Regions from separate parts of the Sus scrofa genome. Here regions 1 and 3 are each linked to region 2. The links are chromatin contacts, called in public Hi-C and promoter capture Hi-C maps. All regions are on one chromosome and are shown on one strand. The core of a region is the stretch at or near the end of the contact, and the rest is flanking DNA. Distances in the headings are between cores, read along the strand shown. Region 1 holds the start of TMEM186 (transmembrane protein 186). Region 2 holds the start of DEXI (dexamethasone-induced protein). Region 3 holds the start of C3H16orf72 (UPF0472 protein C16orf72 homolog).

Region 1 (2,700 bases), core at 199-2,698, 1.7 Mb after region 2:
GTAAACCTAAGAGAGCACTCCGGCCAATGGGCCAATTAGAGCAGCAGTTTGTGTCCGTAATAAAGTTTTACTGGAACACAGCTGTGCTAGGTCCACATCTGGTCTATGGCTGCTTTTGGATTTAGGTTGAATAGTTACTACAGACCATATGGTCAGCAAACACGGAAGTATTTGCTATCTGGCCCTTTGCAAACAATGAACTGCTGACTTCGGCTCCAGGCCACTCTGAGTGTTTAACAACTTGCAAGTGTGCACTGATTACGGAGTCAAAAAGGGCCTGTGGAGAACTTACAACTGTGCATCATCAGTACATACAGAGCACCTGTGGCTCAGAAAAGTAAAATGATACATCTAAGGCCACACGCATTCAGTGAGGAATTCTGGAGCACACCAGTGCTACCACCCGACCCAAACGCAGCAGGGTAGAGAGAGACTGAGGCCATTTAGCGCCAGTCTCAAGTTCAAATGGCTGCTCTTCTAATGTGTGCAAAGGGTAGGTCAGGGTAAGCTTCATCACAACGGTTCATCTTGAGACCTATCCGTGCTCGTGGCAGCAAAATCTGGAAATGGAAAGCAAGTTTCCAGGAGTCCAAGAAGGTTCTCGGCAGGCAGCCTGTGGCAATCTAGGTTTCCTCTATCACCCCCTTCCACTGCAAGGCTAGAGCAGGGAGTGGCGGTGGCAGCGAATACTTACTGAGTATTATTGAGCACAGTCTACCGTATGTAAGATAACTTTCAAGAACTTAAATGATTTCATCCATTCATTCAAACATCACATGGAACAGGTAGACGCCCCATTTAAAGCCACAGATGCTGAGGCTCTGAGGTTAACTAACTTGCTCAAGTCACACAGCTGTCAAGCAGAGACTCTGCTAGGTCTGTTTGGCCTGGAAACCTATGTCTTTCATGTCAGGCTACAGGCGCAGACCACAGGTGATAGGTCTGAAGAGGGCACACAAGCTGGTAAACCCGGCTGATCCGGGATTCAAACCCAGGGGTGCTGATGAGAGTCCAGAACTGCGTTTTCCAATCAAAGTTCCTTGCTCTCAAGAGTTCCTAGCCTGTCCCTTCTCTCCGAGGACCCTGAAGTCTCGAAAAGCTGGTGAGAGCTTTCGTCTCATGACTCCAAGGAACCCAGAGTAAAGTTCAGCCCCTCCGTGGGAGGTAGGCGGTCCTTAGCCGCCCCAGGTCGCCTACCTGGACGGTCATTACACCCACCGGGGAGCCGTAGGGAGTTTTGCACCGCTTACCTGCCTGGGAGCGGTCAGAGTCCCGTCCACGTCGAAGAGGCAGAGCGCTGGGCCGGGAGCAGCCATGACCCCAGTTTCCACGTAAACCTTACACGACTTACTGGCACCTGGCACCCGGCCCGGAACTTCCGGGTCCGGCCCCCGTGCCGCAGGGCACGCCGGGAAGAGAATTCCCCTCCCGCAGTGCCCGAGACTAGCGTCGGCTTTGCTGGCTGGACTACAGATCCCAGAATGCAGCGCGCCCCCACGCTGTCCCATTAGGGCGGAGGACACGTTCTCGGAGATTCCCGGAACGCGAGGGACTCGCTTCCAGCTGCAGGCTGCGGGGCCATGGTAAGAAGGCAATTGGTGGCAAGAAAGGGAGGGGTCGTGCTTTGGGGGTCGGAGTCAGGCCCCGGGCAGGCCTGCGGACGCCTTAGGTTCTGATTCGGAGAATCCGGAGGAGGGACCTCCGACGTGGGTTCCCCGCCGTCCTATGCCCCCTAGGTCACGTGGGCCAACTAAAATTTAGCATTCACCGTGCATTACTGCATTTAAAGGCTTTAAAACTGTTACCTTCTTCAGTATGTTACGGATACCCACTTTGATAGAGAAACCAGGGCCCAGAGAGGTGGAGTAATTTGCCCAACGATCCACAGCCGGTGACTGTAGGAGCCAGGGTTGGAACCCAAAACTGGCTTCAAAGCTCAAAGCACCTTTCGGTGCAATATTCAAGGTGTAGAACTGTGCATCTAATAAAACCCTTGTGCTATGAGTTGACGCCTCCATCCCTTCCTCCTCCATTCTATCCCTTCCCTCAATCCAGGCCAAGAAAACAGCGTTTACGTTCTGCCCCCAAGATGACGCTTTTAACCTAACCGAGAATTCTACAGTTATTATGATGATTAGCTAGCGGATTTGTTCCCCACTGGGACACTGATTTAGTTTCCTGCTTGAGGAAGTGTTCACACAGGCCGTGGATCCGGTATCCAGCCAGAACCGGCCCTCCTTGGGTATGTGCTGAATGAATGAAGCCTGCGCCTACTTGAGCTGCCTGGAGGAAAGAGGTTGGGTTTGAAAGTTAGACTGCCCTACTCCCTGACTGTGTGTCTTTGGGTAAATTTCTCACCTTCTCTGGGCTTAGTTTCCTCAGTGGTAAAGTAGAAGCAGTGGTTCCTTTAGCACACAGCTTCCCTGACTATCACGTGAGGTAGAGGTAAAGCCTCTGATTTCAGCTTTCTTTCCATCTCTGGCAATCATGCTGACCTCACCAGGCTGGCAGGATCCTCTGTAGCAGATGTTTTGCATGTGGTCCTTGTGTGATTAGCTTGGCTGAGTTCCAGAGAGAAATGGTCTCCCTGTCTCCTTTCCAGGCTGCCCTGCTCCGAGCTGTGCTGTGGTCACCAAGGCAGGCTGCATGGGGAAGGCCTTTCCACAGGCTGTGGCGCTGCAGTGGGCAGGATCCTAGGAG
Region 2 (2,872 bases), core at 74-2,573:
AAAATAAATATTGAAAGGCCTTCAAGCAACAATGTACCAAAATTGAACGTCCTGTACTTTCAGAGTTCTCTGGTCTTCACCCAAAATCCATACCATTTCCAAAACAACCACGTTTTTAAAAATAAGGAAATACCCAGCTTCCTACACCAGCCAAGATGTATCTACATTTCTCTTCTGGATTAGGAGGGAGAAATTTTGTGGAGGCAATTTTTTTCCTATGTATTCATTTCTACACCTCATAGTTATCAAAGGTCTACTGTGTCGCTTAGGACAGAATTGGACTAAGAAGCCAATGTTCTCCCCAATGCCTAGCACAAAGTTTGGCACATAATAGGTGTTCAACAAGTGTTGGCAGAGTGAATAAATGAATGACAGTTTGTTTCATTTTCACCAGTTGGAGGATTAATGGTTTGCTCTGCAGTTCACCTAAAGGAGCAAGAGACAGTCATGGAGAAAATAGGGCAGGTTCTGTCCTCCAAACACCCACAGGCCCAGAAGCTTCCAGAGTCCTTCTGTTTCTCAGTTTTCTCGTCTGTAGAAAGGGATGACATACTACACTTCCCCATCTGGCTGCAATTAAGCAATGCATGTAAAGCACCCAGCTCAGTGTGGCCTGCTTAACTGCTTTGGAGGGTGCTTTGGGCAAGATCAGTTGCTTGGTGGATGTACAGGTGTTGCCCCTGAGGAGGGGAATCAGAGGGAAATTACTTTTCTGTGTATTTCTTGGTTAAAACCACGTGCATTATTACTGCTTTAAAACAAGTTTCTCAAAGTAAAAACAAGAAGCAATTCTCCTGCTGCAGACCTGACCTGCCTTATTACGCAGATTCCCCCCACTCCCATCCCGCCCCGTACCGCGGGGCTGGACCTTCCAGCAGCCAGAATTTGGAGAGATGAAGGGGACTGGTCGATCTTCCCCACCGAGGACAATTTGCCACTTCAGGGAAATCCAAAATTTTCACTGGTAAGGTCCACCGCCCCGACCCTGCCTCTTTTTTCAACTGGTAAATTGACTCCCAAAAAGGCTTGGCGCCAATACTCAAATCCAGCAGGTGCTAATGAAACCAAGGTTTCCCTCAGTTTTGGTAGCCTTAGGATACGTCTAGGTTTGAAATGTGTTCTAACTCTTTCCCTTCCCCCTACTCCGTCGCGGATTCACTGAGAAAATTGTATTCCAGATCTGCTCTGAGTCCGGAACTAGGAAAGAAACTCAGCAGCCAGCACCTCGAGGGGCGGAGCGCGGAGGTACCCGCCCATCTGACGGCTCGGGCCAATCAGTGTTGGCTTTGAGGTTACCAATCAGCGCAGGCTGGGGCGGCGGGCCAATCAGCGCGGGGCTGCTCCGGAGGCGGTGCTCGGAATGCGACCAGGAGAGCGACGCGGCGGCCGCAGCTATGGGCGCTGGGCCTTCGGGGGCGCGGAGAGGGCTCGAGGAACGGCTGGGCGCGGCTGAAGAGACCGCCGCCGGGACTGGCCCTTGAGATGACCCGCGGCGAGGGTCCCCGCAGGCGCTGCGAGGGCCCGTGAGCGCGAGCGGGACACATCGGAGGAGCCGGGCAGCCGCCGGCTACTTCAGGGGGATCCGCCTGACCGCTGGGCAGATCTACAGGGCCGTGTGGGCACCTCTGGGGGTGGGGTGACCCGCCTGGCACGTTTCGGGGGCCCGGGTGCGTCTGCAGGGGCCAACGCACATCCCCCGGGGCACCGCCGGGGCCCAGCGCCGCCTCGGCCAGCCCCGGGGCGGCCCTGGATGGCTGAGCTGCCCGCTCGCCGGCTGGCCGGGCGCCGCAGCGGCTGAGCTCGCTGAGATCGCCGGGCTGCTGCCGCCCTCGCCGCCCCCTGCATGCCCGGCGCCCGGGTCGCGGCCCACCTGGACGCGCTGGGCCCCCTGGTCCCCTCCGTGCCGCCGCCGCTGCTACCCTCTATGTTCTACGTGGGCCTTTTTTTCGTCAATGTGCTGATCCTATACTACGCCTTTCTCATGGAGTACATCGTCCTTAACGTGGGCCTAGTCTTCCTGCCCGAGGACATGGACCAGGCGCTCGTGGACCTCGGCGTGCTCTCTGACCCCGGCTCGGGCCTCTACGATGCCGATTCGGAGCTCGACGTCTTCGATGGTTACTTGGAGTAGGCTTGGCTGCTGTCCCCCGCTCCCCCTACGACCCGCAACCCTCGACCTGGACCAGCGCCTAGATCATGCTGCCGCTGCTGGTTGAGGGCACCGTCAGGCCAGGGATGGGACCCCCAGGACGAGGCCCTCTCCGGCCTCCAAGGCCTGTAAGTGCCCTCTCTGCGCAGGATGAGGGCGGGTTGGGGCGCTGGCTAGGAAGAGGGAGGCATCCCAAGCCGGACACACAACCCTACCCCAGACTTTTGATTCCTCCATCCACTTCCCCTAGGTCTGTTTGGATGCCAGGAATGGCTGGACTCTTTTGAGACTCTTAGGGCAGGAAAGCTTCCCCTTAGCAAGGCTTACAGCTGGTGAAGAAGGGAAGGGAGGCAGGACCTAAGTGGCATCTTGGTTAGCCATAGTACCAAGTGCCAAAACTTGTGGGAAAAGCCTTTGCACCCAAATCCATTTAAGGCAGACCTGTCAACTCCTCCCCCCATCCTTAACCTGTCTTGATGGTGACCTTGGCTTTGGGGGAATTCCCACTAGTCCTGGAAGGATAAAGACTTGCAGTGTTAAAAGAGGTAGGAAGCCAGGCCCTGATCACCTTTGTCCTGTGGCCCCTTGGAGGACTGGCCGGGGACTGAGAGCAAGGGCTCCCGGCTGACACTGAGAGGAAAAACCTGCTTCAGCAAAGGACGTTGTACTTCCTTTGGTCTTGGCTTGGCTGCTGTTTTGGAGTCAGGTTTCAGGGTGCCCCGC
Region 3 (2,700 bases), core at 4-2,503, 1.5 Mb after region 2:
GGCGTCAATCACTCCGGAACGGCCATATTAGGTTTCGCCATTTTGTTCAAGGTTTTCGGGATCCCGCACTGGGTCGGGGGCCGGCAGGAAGGGGGTCGCGGCGGGCGGCCAGGGGGGGACGCGGGACGCGGGGCGCAGCCGGGGCCCAGGCGCGGCGGTGGGAGGCGCCCCCTCAAAGTCCCCGCCCCGAGACCGGCTCCGGCACAATAGGCCGCCCCGGAGCCTCCCTTCGCCATTTTGTGACCGGGGGCCCCTCCCCTCCCCTCACAGGCCCCGGGCGCCCGGCGGCCCGGCCCCAGAAGCGAGGGGCCCCCCGGGCGGCCCCCAACGCAGGAGCCCCCAGCGCCCGCCCCGGGCCACCCCCCGGGCGCCTCCCGACGGCCCGCCTCCCGCGACGCCATCTTGCGGGGAGGGGGCGGCAGGGCCGCGACGCGACGGCCGGAGCCTCGGAGACCGCCCAACCCCACCGCCAACCCCGGACTCTCCGCCGACCGCCCGACAGCCGGGCCCTAGGCGGCGGCGACGGGGGCGACGGCGCAAGATGGCGGCAGCAGCCCTCACCTTTGTAGAGCTGGGCCACGGCGGTGGCCGAGTTCTGGAAGAGGTGCCACAGTTTCTGCTGCTTGTGCTCGGGCTGCGCGGCGGCCGCCGCCTCCTCCTGCAGCTCGGGGGGCAGCTGCTCGTCCTGCTCCGCCTCGGCCAGGCACTGCCGCTCCCACTTGGAAAACCAGTGCTCGGGCCCGTGCTCCTGGATCTCGGCCTCGCCCTCCTCTTTCCGCTCCTCCATCCTCCGCGGCCTCCCGCGGCCTCGCCGCCGCCGCCGCGTCCTCCTCAGGCGGGGCTCCCGCGGGAGCGTCGTCGTCGAGCGGCCCGGTGGCGGGGCCCAGCGGCCGGCGGCGGCTCCTCGCGGCGACCCAGACCTCCTGCACCCCGACGGCCTGCGAGCCCCGCCCCGCGGCCCCGCGCTGTCCGGGACGACCCCCGCCCCGAGTCTCCCTACCCCCGGGCCCCGCCGAAGGTCGCCGCGGACCGGATGATCGCCGCCGCCCCTCGCCTCGCCGGCCTGAGCCGGTCTACCACCACGCCATAGCGCCGCGGCCTCTCTAGGGCCGCCGCCGCAGACCACCGAGACCTCCGCGAAGCCCGGCCTGCGCCACCGAGCCCACCCCGAAGACTGAGGAACGTCTTCGTCGTCGCCGCCGCCGTCGACGCCTCTGCGGCTGCTGGTCACCGCCCTCCCCCGCCCACATGCTGACTGGGGAAGCACCGCCCACTCGGCCCCGGCTCCCCTGCCCAGTTGGGGCGCGCCCACTCCGAGAGCCCCCATTGGTCCGATCCGACCGGTTCCGCGTGCCGTCCCCTGAATATAGAGCCGTGATTGGCTCGTAGGCCTGTCCGCCTGACGTAACCAGTGGGCGGGGGAAAGGGAGTGAAAGTCAGGAAGGATGAAGACTGGGACAGAGGGGAGGAGCTGACAGTGGTTGCGTCGGAGCCAACCGAGGTGGGGAGGATAGAGAAATGCGCATGCGCGCTAGTTGCAGCCGCAGCTGCCAGGCGGCGTGCGGGGGTCACGTGACCTGGCCCCGCGGCCGCACCCCGAGGGGGCTTTTCCGGCGCTTCCGAGGCCCCGGGGGACGCAAAGTCTAGTCCAGCTACTGGGCCCCTGGGACTGAGGGATGTAGTGGGTGACAGCCTCCTACGCCAGACTCTTGGGCTTCCAAAGAGAAGAGGGAAGTGAAGAAGGTGAATGAACTTGCGAAGCGAGTCTTCGTTTATTTCAGAGACCAATTTCCTAGATTAGCAAGTTGAGCCTTGGAGTCCACAAAAAAACTTCTAAGTGGCTAGGCCGGCGGGCCGCCACCACTCACGCGGCTCGCTTCTCGTTGCGTCCAGGGGGCTCTTGCGCCCGCCCCCCACCCTGACCCGTCCCTTGACTAGACCTCTGCGGCCGCGCAGCCGACTCACAAAGCCGAAAATAAACCTCGGCAGGAGAGCTGTGCCTCGGCCAGGCTGCGTCTGTGCCTTCGTGAAGTTGGCGGCCCCCGCACCTGTCCCAAAAAGCACACTCCTGGGCCATGTGCTGCAGCCTGCGTCACGCGCCAGCCCCCGCCTCCTCCGGCCGGGAATCCTCGTGGCCGCGCCAAGTGGGAGGCCGGGTTTCCAGGGGGTTAGTTCTGCGCCGATTTCTCAATCACCTGCCGTGTGCGATCTCCGCATCACCCGGGCTGCGCGCCTCCTGTGGACCAGGCGCCGAGCTGCGCGCTGTGGTCACCAGGCTGGGGACGTCCCAGGGGCTCAAGGTCTGGAGAGGAAGAAGCCACGTAAAGGGGCGATGACCGCACAGATGCAAAACTGGCCCTTAGACTCATACGCTGACGGCGGGGGTACGAGCCACGGGGGCTTGGATAAGTCCCAGGGGCTGCGAAAGCGCCCTTCTACAAAGCGGTTTGGCTGTAAAGCCATCACTTTTGGAAGAAAATCTGACCTCACTGTGGGCTACAAGTCCCGGCAGGATCTGGCCCCGCCGCCTCCTCTGCGTTCATCTGAACTCCACTCTCTGCTTGGCTAGGGCTGCCCAGCCACACTGCCCTTCTTTCTGCTTCGTCAGACCTCCAAGCTCTTCTCTGCTTCAAGGCCTTTGCCCTCGCAGTTTCCTCTCTCCTGCCTCGTCGTCATTCCTCAAGGTTTGGCTCAAATGGC

Evidence for each region. Promoter capture Hi-C pulls out the DNA fragments that hold promoters and counts their contacts. A called contact is a pair of places that touch in the nucleus more often than the background predicts.
Region 1: a promoter capture Hi-C map of liver shows a contact between it and region 2, with 6 times the contacts expected there. The contact joins the promoter of TMEM186 here to the promoter of DEXI in region 2. A contact is called at or near these places in 1 of 5 promoter capture datasets (liver) and 2 of 47 Hi-C or Micro-C datasets (heart right ventricle and retroperitoneal adipose tissue).
Region 3: a contact with region 2 is called in a Hi-C map of liver, with 7 times the contacts expected there. The contact joins the promoter of C3H16orf72 here to the promoter of DEXI in region 2. A contact is called at or near these places in 2 of 5 promoter capture datasets (fetal skeletal muscle and liver), 1 of 47 Hi-C or Micro-C datasets (liver) and 1 of 2 datasets of contacts at active chromatin or transcription factors (alveolar macrophages).

The regions. Positions count from the first base shown.
Region 1 is chr3:33,891,067-33,893,766 of Sscrofa11.1, forward strand. It overlaps TMEM186 (transmembrane protein 186), which reads left to right and starts at 1,449. Exons shown (of 2, transcript XM_003124605.4): 1 at 1,449-1,583; 2 at 2,603-2,700. The coding sequence starts at 1,581. It overlaps PMM2 (phosphomannomutase 2), which reads right to left and starts at 1,406. Exons shown (of 8, transcript XM_021086654.1): 1 at 1,251-1,406. The coding sequence starts at 1,316.
Region 2 is chr3:32,158,899-32,161,770 of Sscrofa11.1, forward strand. It overlaps DEXI (dexamethasone-induced protein), which reads left to right and starts at 1,324. Exons shown (of 2, transcript XM_003124598.4): 1 at 1,324-2,277. The coding sequence starts at 1,844. The coding sequence ends at 2,131.
Region 3 is chr3:33,654,085-33,656,784 of Sscrofa11.1, forward strand. C3H16orf72 (UPF0472 protein C16orf72 homolog) reads right to left here and starts at 1,254. Exons shown (of 4, transcript XM_003354616.4): 1 at 562-1,254. The coding sequence starts at 787.